Regions from separate parts of the Sus scrofa genome. Here all the other regions are linked to region 2. Evidence: chromatin contacts called from public Hi-C data. All regions are on one chromosome and are shown on one strand. Each heading gives the region's core, a stretch centred on a gene start, on an enhancer-like site or on the middle of the called end of the contact. The rest is flanking DNA. Distances are from core to core; before and after follow the strand shown.

Evidence for each region. A called contact is a pair of places that touch in the nucleus more often than the background predicts.
Region 1: a contact with region 2 is called in a Hi-C map of fetal skeletal muscle, with 2.8 times the contacts expected there. The contact joins two enhancer-like sites. A contact is called at or near these places in 13 of 47 Hi-C or Micro-C datasets (alveolar macrophages, brain, embryonic fibroblasts and 5 more) and 1 of 2 datasets of contacts at active chromatin or transcription factors (skeletal muscle).
Region 3: a contact with region 2 is called in a Hi-C map of skeletal muscle, with 4 times the contacts expected there. The contact joins two enhancer-like sites. A contact is called at or near these places in 1 of 5 promoter capture datasets (liver), 7 of 47 Hi-C or Micro-C datasets (embryonic fibroblasts, psoas muscle, skeletal muscle and 1 more) and 1 of 2 datasets of contacts at active chromatin or transcription factors (skeletal muscle).

What each region holds. Positions count from the first base shown.
Region 1 is chr1:73,842,237-73,847,104 of Sscrofa11.1, forward strand. It overlaps SCML4 (sex comb on midleg-like protein 4), which reads right to left. Exons shown (of 8, transcript XM_021090762.1): 8 at 1-4,868. Among named protein-coding and RNA genes, the nearest start is that of SCML4, 140 kb to the right of the region's middle. Within about 2 kb of position 2,330, at least 9 of the 83 cell types and tissues checked have an H3K27ac peak or open chromatin away from gene starts, as enhancers often do. A contact at or near this core is called in fetal skeletal muscle and skeletal muscle, where this site is marked.
Region 2 is chr1:73,726,739-73,731,130 of Sscrofa11.1, forward strand. No RefSeq gene overlaps it. Among named protein-coding and RNA genes, the nearest start is that of SOBP, 180 kb to the left of the region's middle. Within about 2 kb of position 2,608, at least 10 of the 83 cell types and tissues checked have an H3K27ac peak or open chromatin away from gene starts, as enhancers often do. A contact at or near this core is called in fetal skeletal muscle and skeletal muscle, where this site is marked.
Region 3 is chr1:73,825,854-73,830,607 of Sscrofa11.1, forward strand. All of the region lies in intron 1 of LOC102159995 (a long non-coding RNA gene), which reads right to left. Among named protein-coding and RNA genes, the nearest start is that of SCML4, 150 kb to the right of the region's middle. Within about 2 kb of position 1,693, at least 25 of the 83 cell types and tissues checked have an H3K27ac peak or open chromatin away from gene starts, as enhancers often do. A contact at or near this core is called in skeletal muscle, where this site is marked.

The DNA.
Region 1 (4,868 bases), core at 1,080-3,579, 120 kb after region 2:
ACCATAATCCGCCCCAGCAGAGAGGAGTAGAACAGGTGGGAGATGCTGCGGAGAAGGAAGTGAGTTGTCCATACGCCCCCTAAGGCTTCTTGCTCCCAGTCCTCTGGCATTCCAGGGTCCTAGGTACACTCACAATACCCTGCACTTACGATGCCTAAAGATACAGCAATGAGATTACTTTAAAATGAACGTGCTGAATGTTCATCCAAGTGACACTGCCCTTCAAAGTAGCCTATGCCTTGCTGCTCCTCATCCTGACACCTGCCTAGTACATATAAGTTAACAATGAAGTATGGCTGTTATTGCTCAAACCATCTGACCCAGTAAGGAAAACAGACAAGGAAAAGACACATGAGCAAGGAGACACACTGTTTACATCTCAAATGGGATACCTCTGTTGCTCATCAGACATGATCCCAGTGACTTTGGCTCAAAAAAAAAAAAAAAAAAAAAAAAAAAAAAAGAAATCCACCCTCAGGTGACGATAGCTTTTCCACTTTGAAAAGAATGTGTTCTAGCCCTTCTAAAGACCCCCAAAAAGATGCACTAGAAATATTCTAAGCAATGACAATATCCTTGGAACATGTGCTCAGGCTTTTGAGGTGAATACTTTGAAGGTGAAACACTCAAAGTTTTGGTGTGGTAGTGAGAAAAAAATCAGTCATATGATTCTATTCTTACCACTCCTATGTAACCATTTGGGGGGGGTGGGGAGGGAAAAGCCCCTGATCTTTTCTTTTCTTTCTTTTTTTTTTTTTTTTGCTTTCTAGGTCCACTCCTGTGGCACATGGAAATTCCTGGGCTAGGGGGCGAATCTGAGCTGCAGCTGTCAGCCTAAGTCACAGTCACGAGTCTTATCTGCAACCTCCACCATGGCCCATGGCAGTGCTGGATCCCTAACCCACTGAGAGAGGTCAGGGATGGAGCCCACATCCTCGTGGATGCTAGTTGGGTTACCACTACACCACAACAGGAACTCTGCCCCCGATCTTTCTGAATCTGTTTTCAAGGATGGAGATGGGAAAAGAGTGAAGAGAATGGGGAAGGCCTCTTGTGGGCTGGGCCCTCCCAGGCGTGCTACCATCAGCTCTAGGACACAGTGGCCTGTGGGGAGACCCGGCACCCACCTATCCTCTGCAAGGTGAGTAAGGCAGTGGGAATGAGGGCTCATGGAAAGTGCTCTCTGCCTCTTGGAGACACTTACCACCACTCTTAGGCAGTGAACCAGCCCAAGGAAACCCTACTCATTGCTGAGAGGCGCCATGGATTGCAAATGAAAAGGAGAAGGTGTCTTAAAAGTAAAGCTGTAAAGAATCCGTTGCTGCTCTCTAATGTCTGCAGTAGAGCAGGAGGCCATTCAAGACAAAAAGAGGAGAGCGACACGCAAGGTGCTGAGACTGTGGGGTTGACCTCCTCGGGTGTCTGGGGAATCAGAGAAAGGCCTCATCGCTTTTGGTCTGTCCCTTCAGCATGCCTCCTTTTGGTAAAGGTATGGGGTCCAAAAAGAAACTAGCGGCTTTTTGAAGAACATATGGAAACTAGTCAAGCATTCGTTCATTCCATCAGCCAGTGAATAGTAATGAGGTGCCTTATTGTGGCAGGTGCTGTGTACAGTGCAGGATAGTAGCTACTTTTTCCAAGGACCAAGACTTAAAATATTTTCAGAGAATCTGCTCCATAATCCAGAATTTTACCTAAGTAAACTATATAAACTACAAGTTATGTGAACTTTGGGGTTTGATTTCTACATCATTGCTAGATAGTTCTTCTGAATAAGAACGCTCTAGAGAGCAAAATCTCCTCTGCAATCCCTTTTCAAACCTTTCCCAACTCCTTGTTTGTAAATACACATTCACTGGGGCATGTATCCATAAGCACACCGACTTGGGCTTGGCGTCATAAACTGCATAACTTGCATAAATTCACAACAGACCATGTTTACTTTTCTACCATCAATGATAACTTGTTTCTGTCTCAGCTAAAGCTCTTAGTTTATTATATTACCGGTGAGGACGATGAAGAGATAGGGCCTCCACGTCTCAGAGCATCTTCTTCAGTTAATGAGGCACAGGGACTTAATGATATTTATTCCCACAAGCTTTCATAACTCACATGCTTATGTGACCACAGCCAGATTTACAACTACACTGAAGATCCTGCCAGGACACCCTTTGTGTATGTGTGTGTGTGTGTGTGTGTGTCCACAAGAGTTTCAATCGTTTTTCATGACGGGGCTGATTAATCTGATGGCCATGACCTATTTGAGTCCTACATTTACACTGTCTGCTCCTCTACCCTGATGCGGTGGAGCTGGGATCTACTCGTTGATGTCAGTTTGTATTATAGGCGTGGTGACTGCCTGGACAAGCTCTGTTAAAAAGAGAAAGACTGCAGAGTTGGCTTCATCTCAAGCATCTGTGATTCACAGACATCTGTGTCTCCCTGAGAAATAACTTTTTCACAACCAGAGCTGTCCAACAAAGAAATAAGCCACTTCCTATGGGAGTGAATGCCCCCTAATGGGAAGTGGTCAGGCAGAGCCATTTCTCAGGGCTGTGGGGAAGGTGCTCCAGTGCTGCATGGGGAGGTAGAGCCTTCCTGAGATTTGGGGGTGCCACGCTTAGGATGGAGGTAGCCTCCGGTCACACATGCTTACTGAAAAGTGACACTCAGGGAGGGTCTGCGATTTCATAGTGAGCTGTTTGGAAAAGCAAAGCGTTGGTTGTGTTCCAAAGTAGGATCCAGTAGATGTTTGTGTTGGCCTTTGCAACAAGCATCTAGTACATGGAACCAACTCTAAGGCTCGGGTCATGCAGTCGAGCTACAGAGCAGAAGAAGGGTGGGCTGGCAGCCCAGAGCAAGTCTCAGTGGTACATTTAGACCCTCTGGATGGAGAGATGCCCCATCATTACTTAACCAACTGCTGAACAGCTCTTGGCCTCGGATGGCTCGCTCCCAGCCTCTCCATATCAACTCTGGATACAGCACCCTGACCTGGAGGAAGCTGTCATTTTTCAGCTCTGCTTGCTGTCTTTTCCTCTGGAGGAAATCAAGCTCAATGCCAAGCATGAGGAGAACCCCAGGCTCTTAAGGATTTTAAGAGCACAGGTCTGGGGCCCTGCTTAAGAAAGCAGGGAGTGAAGAGAAGCAAACCCTCCTCCAAAAATATGTTTTTGCCCAGAACTGCTTCTAACTCAGGGGAATTTCCTGCAGCTCGGGAGAGCCGGAATGAGCCTTCTTCTCAAGTACAGATTTGGTGAAGTCCATGTGTGATAATACCACTGTAACCACAAAGGAATTTACCACAGGAAGTGTCCCAGCTGTTGCTTATTAGCATTAGAACAAATTACACAAAGCAAATTGTTAGCAGACCTGTTTCCATAATATTTAACTGGTGGCAATAAATAAGAGGGATTCTCTTTCAAGCAAATGCTAGATTTCCAAAGATCCAGCTCCCAATCGTCTGTGGGGGAAGCCTCTCTGATTAGAACAATAGTTGGAGGGAAGGGCACCCTGAGGCCGAGGCTTCCAGAGCTCCCCCACCCACCCATCCACCCACCCCAGGCAGCACAGCTGGGAGCTCTGGGAGACCAGCCGCTGGGGTGACAGCGCAAGATGCAAACAGGACTGTTCATACCTCTGGATGGCTGACCATCTGCTGGGCTCACCGTTGCGGTTCTCAGCATGGTTTTCTTATGCCATGTGGCAAGGCTACTCCAACTACGCAGTTCTTGGAGTGTGTTTGTGACAAACAAAAGACCACAGCCACAGATGGGTGTTCATCCCTCTCCTTAACAAAATATTGCTGTTTCAAAAAAATCAACTATTCCTTCCCAACCACGTCTTGTTATCTGAAGTTTAAAAAAAAAACGTTGAGTCCCATCTCCTCATCCTCTAAGCCCATCAAAGAAGGTTGAAAAAGCACTGGGTCGGGACGAACATCGGACAGCACTCACCTTCTGCTCACACGTATGGAAACCTGGCTGGTTCTTTAGAAAGAAAGCAGACCATCTCCATCTCTCAAGACCTTCTGGCAATGACTAAATTCGAGGCCCTGGTTACTTCTGGGCATTTCCAATGATCTTCACAGCTATGGAAAAATTCTTGTAAAACAATCTCAGAAAATAATAAAAAAATATAATTTTAGTTTTAAAAATTCCACAGAGCACAAAAATACAAAAACAAGGTATTGGAGCTTATAGGGCCTTCTAGAAGAGGTGCTGACTTAGCTTCCTAAGACGTCATAGTTTTGTTTTCCCTTCCTTCCTGTTTCCTTCTCATGCACACCAACCTCAGCTCAATATTCCTTCCCAGTCTATTTTAATATCCTATTTGGTTCTCTGGAGGAGCTCCCAACTCCTTCTCCTGCTGTAAAGAGAAATACACGGCAACTCTGCTGAAGGGAAGTGATGGGAGCGCAGTGTAACTCTGGCGGGCACGAAACCGGGCGATCTCTGTTCAGCAGTACCCCTTTCAGGCCTGTTCCCTTGGTCACACGAAACAGAGCCTCGGCAGGCTGGACGAGTCCAGTCGGCGCCAGGACAAGGCAGGCCCAGAACTGGGCACCTTCCCCCAGCTGCCTCCAGGGCGCGCCCTGCTGGCACTAGAGGGGATAGCTGGTAATAACAGCCTATAGCGGGTTCTGCCTCAGTGCTGCAAAGCTGGAAAGATTTTGAAAGGAGCAAATGCAAAAAGTGATACACTCCCAGCTACTTCTAAGGCTCTTCCAACTAGAGCTTCAGGAAACACACACACACACACACACACACACACACACACACACACACACACACACACACACACAATGCACATCTTTTACCTGAATTTTTCACAAAGGGAATGACGCGCTTCATAAAATATTTAAAATG
Region 2 (4,392 bases), core at 1,358-3,857:
AAAGCCTCCACATGCCAGAGAGCACAAGGGGCCATCCCCCCGGAATGTCTCAGCAATTCTCACAAACCCACCTGCTATAGGCTATGCCATCATCATTTCTGGATGAGGAAGGTGCAGTCCAGGAAGATTATGTGATCTGCTCAGGTCACTCAGCAAGTAAGTAAGGGAGCCAAGATTTGGACCTTTGGCCCCCACATGCCGTGTTCTTTTTCTTTGTTTCTTTAGTCTTTTTAGGCCCCTGCCTGCAGCATATGGAAATTCCCCAACTAGGGGTTGAAACAGAGCTTGTACCTGCCACCCTGTGCCACAGCCACAGCCATGCCAGATCTGAGCCACATCTGCGACCTACGCCATAGCTTTTAGCAGCACTGGATCCTTAACCCACTGAGTGAGGCCAGAGGTCAAACCTGCATCCTCATGGATACTAGTCGGGTTCGTGACCTACTGAGCCACAACCGGGAACTCCACATGCCATGTTCTTTGATGGCACCACAGCTGGAGAAATACCAGCATCAACTCAGGTTATAACTCAGTTTGAATTTGAATCAGCCAATAGGACACATGCCTGATGATGTCATCCCAGCCTGATTCCAGACCTCTGGGACCGGATCACGCTCATTTTCCTCACCCGTTCCTCACATGCAGGCTTGGGCCAAACCGGCAGTCATGAACCCTCCAAAGGAGGGTAACCCTGGCTAATCTTCATGGACATTTATCCAACATGTCCTACGTGTCATTTTGGTTGTGTTATTTTATTTATGCCTCACAACAACCAACAGTCATTGCTATCATGATTCCCATTTTACAGATGTGGAAGCTAAGCATACAGAAGCTAAGGAAGGCAGAACCTGCCACTGGTTTGGGAGGTTGGATACCTAGCCCTCACTAGCACACTCACATTTCGGCTTCCCTCTTGTGGATGGATGGACGCCTGAATGCATGAACGAAAGAGCATTTAATTGAGTACCTGGCATGAGGCTGAATCTTACAACAATCACTTCCACAAATGTCATCTCATCTTTGAGCATGACTGGAGCATCAACCCTGGAAGTGACGTGGAGGAGCACACAGTGGTTCCATTCTCCCGATTGGAGGAGTCAGTTGCCCACATCTTCACCTGACCTCCCTTCAACTCCTGTCTTGAATGAGAGCCCTTCTTGGCAAACACTGCCGACCTTGTGATCCAACAAACAGGAGTGTTCAAAGGGATTCACTCCAAAGCTCTTGATGGTGCTTATTTCCATCCACGTGCTTTCCTTTGACAGCCTGGGAGCAAGGACCGGGGCTGATTCACTTTTGCATTCCCTGCGAGCACCTGGCACGCAGCGCACCCTCCATGCTGAAGGGCTGAGATGTTTGGCAGGTCGATCCCGGCCGCTGTGCCTCCCCTCGCTGTGGGAGCAGGATCGGTTGAGGCCCTTAGATCTCCTCCACCACCTGGGTGTCTTCAGAACCCCCTTTCCCATTTCCCGCTCTGGGCTTCCCTCGAGAGCATCTGAGCAGCAGGTGAGGGGCCATCATACCCTTACTTTTGCAGAGAAGGCCCTCACGGGGAGCCTCAGCTGGTCGGGGAGAACAAGGAAAACCCCTCATCATTTCCCATCTCCTGTTTTTCATGCCAACGCCTCACATTCCATTGAAATATTCCATATAAATTCATTTCTGGCATTGGGAAGGCTTGAAAAAAGAATGTGTTTGGGAAAGGCTGGTGTTGGAGCGAGTGAGCTCTGGAAGATGTGCCCTTCGACCTTGATCAAGAAAGGGAAGGTCAGGGCTGAAGCATTTTTAGCTAGAACATTTAGACAATGGGGGTATTTCCCACCCTCGCTTCTTTCTAGGTTTATTTAAACAAAAGGGAAAGATGACTACAAAATAAAAACAATGAACACAATCATAGGCAGAAAGAAGGTTTTATAAAACAATAGCACCCATCAGGGGTCCTTGAGATTATGTGCTACCCAGCACCCCGAGCCCCCAGCCCACACCAAGACCTCCCTCCCTGGTCTCAGCCCTTTGCCTCACTATATCCCCTTCATGCACAGTAGCTGGATTAGGGCTCAGGACCTAAGGCCAGGAATGCAATAAGATACTTTTATACCTATTGATCCTTTAAAAAAGAGTTTGTTTTCATGAAACTTTAATTCTTCTTCTTTTTTTTTTTTTTTTTTTTTTTTTTAGCTTTTTAGCCTAACTGCTACACATTTTATCCCTGTTCTTTGTGAAATGCTAATCCAGCCTGGGGTTTTCATTTTCCGGGTGTTACTTTTCAGAAATTGTATATCTGCATAGCAACCCAGCAAGGGCTGCCTATGTCATGGTATCACATGTCAGAAAGATGAAAAGGACTCCAAATCTCAGCTCTCCACAAACTTGGCCCTCCCATCCTAGGGCAGAGAGCTTCTTGGCCTTAATAGAAATGGCAGGAGAGCCATTTCAGGGCCAGAGAGGTGCAAACTTTTATCTTGTTGATGACAGAAAACGACACATGACCTCAGCTCGGCTCAGTGGGGACGAGCAAACCAGAAACAAAGGCCGTATTTTTCTCTGCTCTCGTCTCTGCTGTCAGCTTCCAAGTGCAACCTGAGCCTGGATTCCGAACCCAGTGTCCAGATTAGAGATTGTTGACTCAGATTTAGTGGTGAAACGTGAGCCCAACTCTGTTGATGGCAGGCCTTGAAGGAGCAAGTTTACTTAAGCCAAGAGAGATTGTATGTCAGACGAGAGCCTGGCTTCTCTTTATCACAAACTTCCTGATCTGCCTCTGTTTTAATAGTTTCCACCACCACTACCAAAGAAAGACAGCGAAAGAGAGACAGAGACAGAGGGAAAGAGACAGAGAGAGAGAAAGAGAGACAGAGACAGAGAGAGAAAACAGAGATAGGGAGAGAGGGAGCATTGCCCTGAGTTCCATCTCCTCCGTGTCATAAATCAGGAAATTAACAAGTGTGTAACCGGCCTTTGCCACAGTCAAAGACAATGAGCTTTTTGTGTTCCTTACCGTGGCCAGCACTTAACATAATCAATGGAGAGCTCCACTCAGAAAGGATGAAAAATGGGGGCCTGATCTTGCCTTTTAAAGGATCTTTCCCGATACTCAGGCACATGGCTTTTATGAGGCTCAAATATGGCTTAGAAACTTGCCTTTTCGTTCCGAGGGCAGGTCATTAAGAGAAATCATTATATCGCTTTCCCTGTCTCTGTCTCTCTCCGTTTTTTACTTTGGCACCTTCCCGGCTTTTCCTTGGCTTCTGATTTCATCCCTCTTTTAGATTCTCTGTGCCTTCAGTAATTTATGTGCAAGATATTTTCCCAACCTCCAAATGTTTTTCCATTTGGCAAACCGTGTCCCAAAGCTTCCACACAATGTAACTGTAGAGTTCATTTATACTAGAAAACATAAGCTTGGTTAATGGAAAAGCCTAACACGCTGATGTCAGTGACCCCGGGTGCAGGGCCCCAACACAGACGATCTTCCAGGCCACCCCTGGGGATGCACAGGGGGTGGGGGTCGGGGAGGAGTGTCTTTCCCAGGTTGCCACAGATGCTTGGCTTCAACCCTCCTTGTCTCCGAAAAGGAAAGAATTCCTTCCAAGCCCCTTTCTCGTACAGTTTTTGGAAGCTTCAGGGCACCATATGGAGGAATCATTTCATGATCCTCCTGATGGCTTTTACGTGAGCAGCTATAAATTGGACAGTTTCCTGCAGGTCTGATATCCCTACGGTACCTGCTGAGGGTTGTCGGGAATCATCACTGAAGATGTTAGTCCTGTGCTGTTCTTGATAGGAGAGAAAACCCAGGCCCCTCCTGGCCGGGGACAATGTTACTTTGGGAAGCGGACATGGGGGTGGGGCAAGCCACAGAGGCCTTTCCAACTGGTCACAAGGAGGTGCTTGCTTGCTTGCTTGCTTGCTTGCTTGCTTGCTTTTCTTTCTTTCTTTTTTTTTTTTTTTGGCTGCCCCCAGGTCATATGGAATTCCCAGGCCAGGGATTAGGTCCAGATCCTAGCCATAGATGAGACCTAAATTTCAGCTGCAGCAACACTGGATCCTTAGCCCACTGAGCCAGGTCCAGGATCAAATCTGCATCTCAGCCATCCCAAGACGCCACCAAGCCATGGCGCCACAGCAGGAACTCCACGAGGGTGCTTTGCTCCACCGGTGACTTTTTCATTCCAAATCATGGATTTAGGACAGAGGTGGGAGTTGAGGCCCCACCAGTGCAGGACTCCTGGGCTTCTCCCAGGGCTCTCAATACTCTGTTGGCCAGGCTGGGCCAACTGGTGAGATACAGTTGAGGCTGATGGGCTGGGTTTATGTCCAGTCACTCACAGGGCATATCTAGACAGCCCTTTGGCTTCTGAAAGATGAGCTCTATTCATTGAGTAACTGGCA
Region 3 (4,754 bases), core at 443-2,942, 98 kb after region 2:
ACCACTACAGACAGAATATAGAAGGGAAGGTGCTTTGCTCCTCCTCAGGGTCTGCCCCAGGCTGAGGCCACCCAGACTCCGGCTATCTGTGTTCGAAGGCCTGGACAGATTGCATGCTGAAGGATAGAGGGCAGATTTCAGAACATGGATCAGATCCCATGTAGCAGGTAACTAAAGGTGGGGCTGATTTTTTTTTTTTTTAAGGCATCTTTCCAAAAACTCCAGAAAGTAAAGTTTTAAATATTAGAGAGTGAAGGAAATTGAAAGGAAAAGGGGGAACAGAGAAAGAGAAATAAGGAGAAAAAGAGGCTATTTAAACCTCCTTTCTTAAGAAAGTAATGAGCTGATGCAGAATCCCAGGCTTTCGGAAGCTCCCAGGGCTCTCCCACGTGTGGGGCTGGGCACTCCCTCCGTGAGGACTTGACCTCTCCTTGCTTTGGAAGGAGAGGATGAGATTACCAGAGCTTTGGATCCATTTTTGGATCAAATGAAAACGTCAAGCTGATCCTTCGCGTGTTCCTCTCCTCTTACAGATGCTGGCCTCACTGTGGGGGTGGGGCTTCGGAGCTCTAAAGGTCCCCGCGGATCCTAGGACTGGACGGAAAGTCACATGCTGCTCACAAGGCCCGCGGGGCCCCTCCTGACTTCTGTCAGCAGCACCCTCTCTGCACCTGGTCACCTCATCTTTTCAGACAACTTCAGTGTCACCGCCTCCAAGAAGCCCTCAGGGATGAAGCCCGCAGCCATCACTCACTCTCTCCTCTTTCCCCCACCGCATTTGTTGTCCTTTGCTAGAGCTTTTGTTCACTCAGCTATGTTCCAAGCAGGACTGTGGGCTCTTTGAAGGAAAAGATCTACTATGTGCCTGGTGCATATAGATCTCCATAAATCTTGGATCCCACCTCACCTTGTTTAGGGAGTTACTTGATCTGTGCATAAGAATCACCTGAAGAATGGACTAAAGTGCAGACTATCAGACCTCAGAGCAGTAATATCAAAATCTGGGTTTTTAATAAGACCATGTGACTCAGATGTACCTATGTTCACAAGCCACATTTTAAGAAATACAGATTTATTCAGTCTTTTCATTTTATAGGTAGGGAAACAGGAGCTAGAGTTTAAATGATCTACTTCAGGACCCATAGCTACAGAGTGTAATGGTGCTTTGAAATAGAACTGTCTGAAATTCTTATTAAGTGAATCACACAACCACACAGTTGATTACTATGATGAATATTTATTAAAAATACCTTGATCTAAAATCATTGCACACTACATCTTAAAACACTGATGGACTCTCCAGACTTAGATGCCTCCACTAGAAGCATGTGCCAACAGATAATCAAAAGGCACCCCTTTCCTATTACTTTACTGTCTCCTGAGAATTTGAAGTGTTTTCTTGCTGACATGGGAACAAGTCCCCCAATGACTTCTGCCTCTAAATTTGCCACAGTGTTTGTCACTAGAGGCCATCTGCCAGAAGCTCTATTTCCAGCAGTGTGTCTTCTGCCCACTTCTGATGCTCATGGTTTGCCCCAGCAGACACAGGGTCCCAAGCAGATCCAGCTTTCCGGTGTCCGGTTCTGGCCTATTTTTACGATCAAACCCTTGTTTCGTCTGTCGGTTGGTGAGTGCCATGTGTGCTGGTTACTGCCTTGGGCAGCAGGTGCCACCTACAGGGCCCTGTGACCGCTGCTGTGACTTGGCAGGAGCTGGGCAGCCCAGGCCTGAGGAAGCTCTGAAGTCACCCACTGAGGGTTACACCAGCCCCTAAGCAGCCCTGGCACCGAGGGTTCAGAGGAAGGGGTTGTCAGGGGAACCCGAGAAGGACAGAAGAAAGATCGCTCTGGTCCTAGCATTCAGCTTCCTTTCTTGGTGTGATTCCGAAGGGAAATGGACAGGCGCTCTGTTTCTTGACCACAAGGTGGCAGCAGTGGGCTGGCCAGGTGCCCGCTCCGTGAGCAGCTCTGCGAGGAACGCCCAGCACTCAGAGAAGGTGTTTGTTGTTGGCTGCGCTTTAAAATTCCTTTCACTTTTGTAGGGGCACAAAGGTTAAGTTACCAAAAGCCCCTCCCTCGATCTTTCCAGTAGACTAACCACATCCTCTCTCTGCCTTCGGGTGAATAAAGCGGCCCTTGGGGACTGATTGACCAACCCGCAGCTTGAAGAGATCGAGGCAGGTGGGATCGCAGGGGAATACGCCCAGAAAACAATGAGGTACAGAATGTGGAGACTGAAGAGCCCGGACAGCTATTTTTAGAACATCTGGACAGGAGTTCTGACTCGTTTGCTTACTAGATGTGAATTCTGGGTCTGGGTTTGCTTCCCCATCTGTAAAACGCCACATTCCCCATTTTTCACATGGCAATAGTTACGGGGTCATTCTGTGGCTCAAAGGTGACAAATTGATTTGCAAATCGAAAGGTCCCAGGTACCCAGGGGTACGGTTGTTGGGGTTCAACTTTCCACTGCAGCTGTGTCACAGAGCTTCCTTCAGACTGAGGAGGAGAAGGAACCTCTCCTAGTGGATCACTGGAGTCTCCTGCATGAGCTGCCTGCCGTAAACTCTGGATCTGGCCTGACAGAGTCATCTTCCAACGAGATTCTTCCCGGATGCCTTTCCATGGCATGTTTCCAAGCAGAAAGCTGGCAGTGACTGCTCCCTCTTCCTCCTCTGAGCCTGCTTTTCCATATTGGAAGAGGATGAAATTCACACTTCAGAATGTAAGTTTTTCCTGCAGAACGCTATCCCCAATGGTGGAGTGATGGAGAAAAATATTAGATGAAGTCAGGGGATAACTGAGTAACATACTGATTTATAAACTCATGGAAAGAAATGAAGGCTTTTTTTTTTTTTTCCACTGCTGGGGTTATTTATGATGTCCTCGCTGGCCAGATCCAAGGGTTGAAGAGGCTTTGGTTCCTGAGCAATAGAAATGGCAGGAACCAATTTTCTTCATGGCTCCTCTTTCAAAAACACAGAACTCAGTTGATGTTGAAATATATCTCAGTCTTAAGACTCCCTGCTCATCACCTTATTGGGGTGAATAGGGACTGAGACCAAGACCCCATCATCTTGGGATGATGGCAAAAAGGAGATGAGACTGTTGTCACCAGTCATTGCTCTGTGGGGCTTTTCCTGTGGCCCATCCCTCAGTGGAAATGAACTACTCTGGAAATATCCCATGAAAAACTCTGATGGGATTTTGATCATAATTTTACGAAGTTATATATTAATTTGTAGGAAAGTGGCATTTTTATAACATTTTCTTTCCATAAACATGGTACATCTTTCCTTTTATTCCATTTCTCCTTTATGTCTTCCAATATAAAATTTTGCTTCTTCTTTTTTTTTTTTTGGCTTTTTAGGGCCACACCCAAAGCATATGGACATTCCCTGGCTAGGGGTCAAATCAGAGCTGCAGCTGCTGGCCTACACCACAGCTCACAGCAATGCTGGATCCTTAACCCACTGAGCAAGGCCAGGATCAAACCCACATCCTCATGGATACTAGTTGGGTTCATTAATGGCCAAGTCACTGACGGGAACTCCAAAATTTTGTTTCTTCATAAAGATCTTGTACATATCTTATGTTAGATTTATTCCTACACAAATAATAGCTTTTATTGCTATTGCAAAATTATCTTTAAAAAAAAAAAATCTACATTTTCTGGAGTTCCTGTTGTGGCTCAGTGGTTAATGAACCCAACCAGCATCCATGAGGATGAGAGTTTGATCCCTGGCCTTGCTCCGTGGGTTAAGGATCTGGCATTGCCCTGAGCTGTAGTGTAGGTCACAGATGCAGCTCGGATTCTGTGTTGCTGTGGCTCTGGTGTAGGCCAGCGGCTACAGCTCTGATTGGACCCCTAGCCTGGGAACCTCCACATGCTGCGGATACGGCCCTAAAAAGACAAAAAAAATTTTTTAAAATTTAAAAAAATTTAAAAATCTACATTTTCTAATTATTTGTATGTGTGTTAATAATAGTTGACCAAAGCCTTAGCGGTTCTATTAGTTTGCCTATTGTTATGCATTTTCAGTGTAAACAAGCACATTGAATAACCCTAGTTTTTGTTTTTCCTTTTTAATCCTAATACATTTTATTTTCTTTTTGTTTTCTTCAGTGCTTATTAGCATTCTGACATCTTACCATTCTTCTTGACTTGAAGAGAAATATTTTTTCCATAAGTGGTTTATTTTGGAACAATTTTAGATTTGTAAGAAAGGTGCACAGATAGTACACCAAGTTCTCATGTACCCCTCACCCAGTTTCTCCCACTGTTACCATCTTAGGTAAGTAACCACGGTACCCATGGCAAAGCCAAGAAACCAGCACGTTGATGTTAACTGAATTTCAGACTTGATTCAGATTTCATGAGTTCTTCCATTCGTGTCCTCTTTCTATCCCAGGATCCAAGGCAGGAAACCACATTGTGTTTGGTCCTTGTGTCCTTAGTTGGTTATGTGTTTTGTAGTTTGCTTCTCCACTTGTTTTCTTGTGATGCATCCTGTGGCTTTTTTTTTTTTTTTTTTTTTGGCTGCCCCATGGCATTTGGAATTCCCAGGCCAGGGATCAGATAGGAGCTATAATTGAGACCAACACCACAGCTGTGGCAATGCTGAATTCTTTAACCCACTGTACTTGGCTAGGGATCGAACCTGCGTTCTGGCACTGTGGAGACACTGCCGATCCTGTTGCACCATAGCAGGAACATCTCCTGTGGCTTTTACATTGAGTGATTTGTCTAAGGCC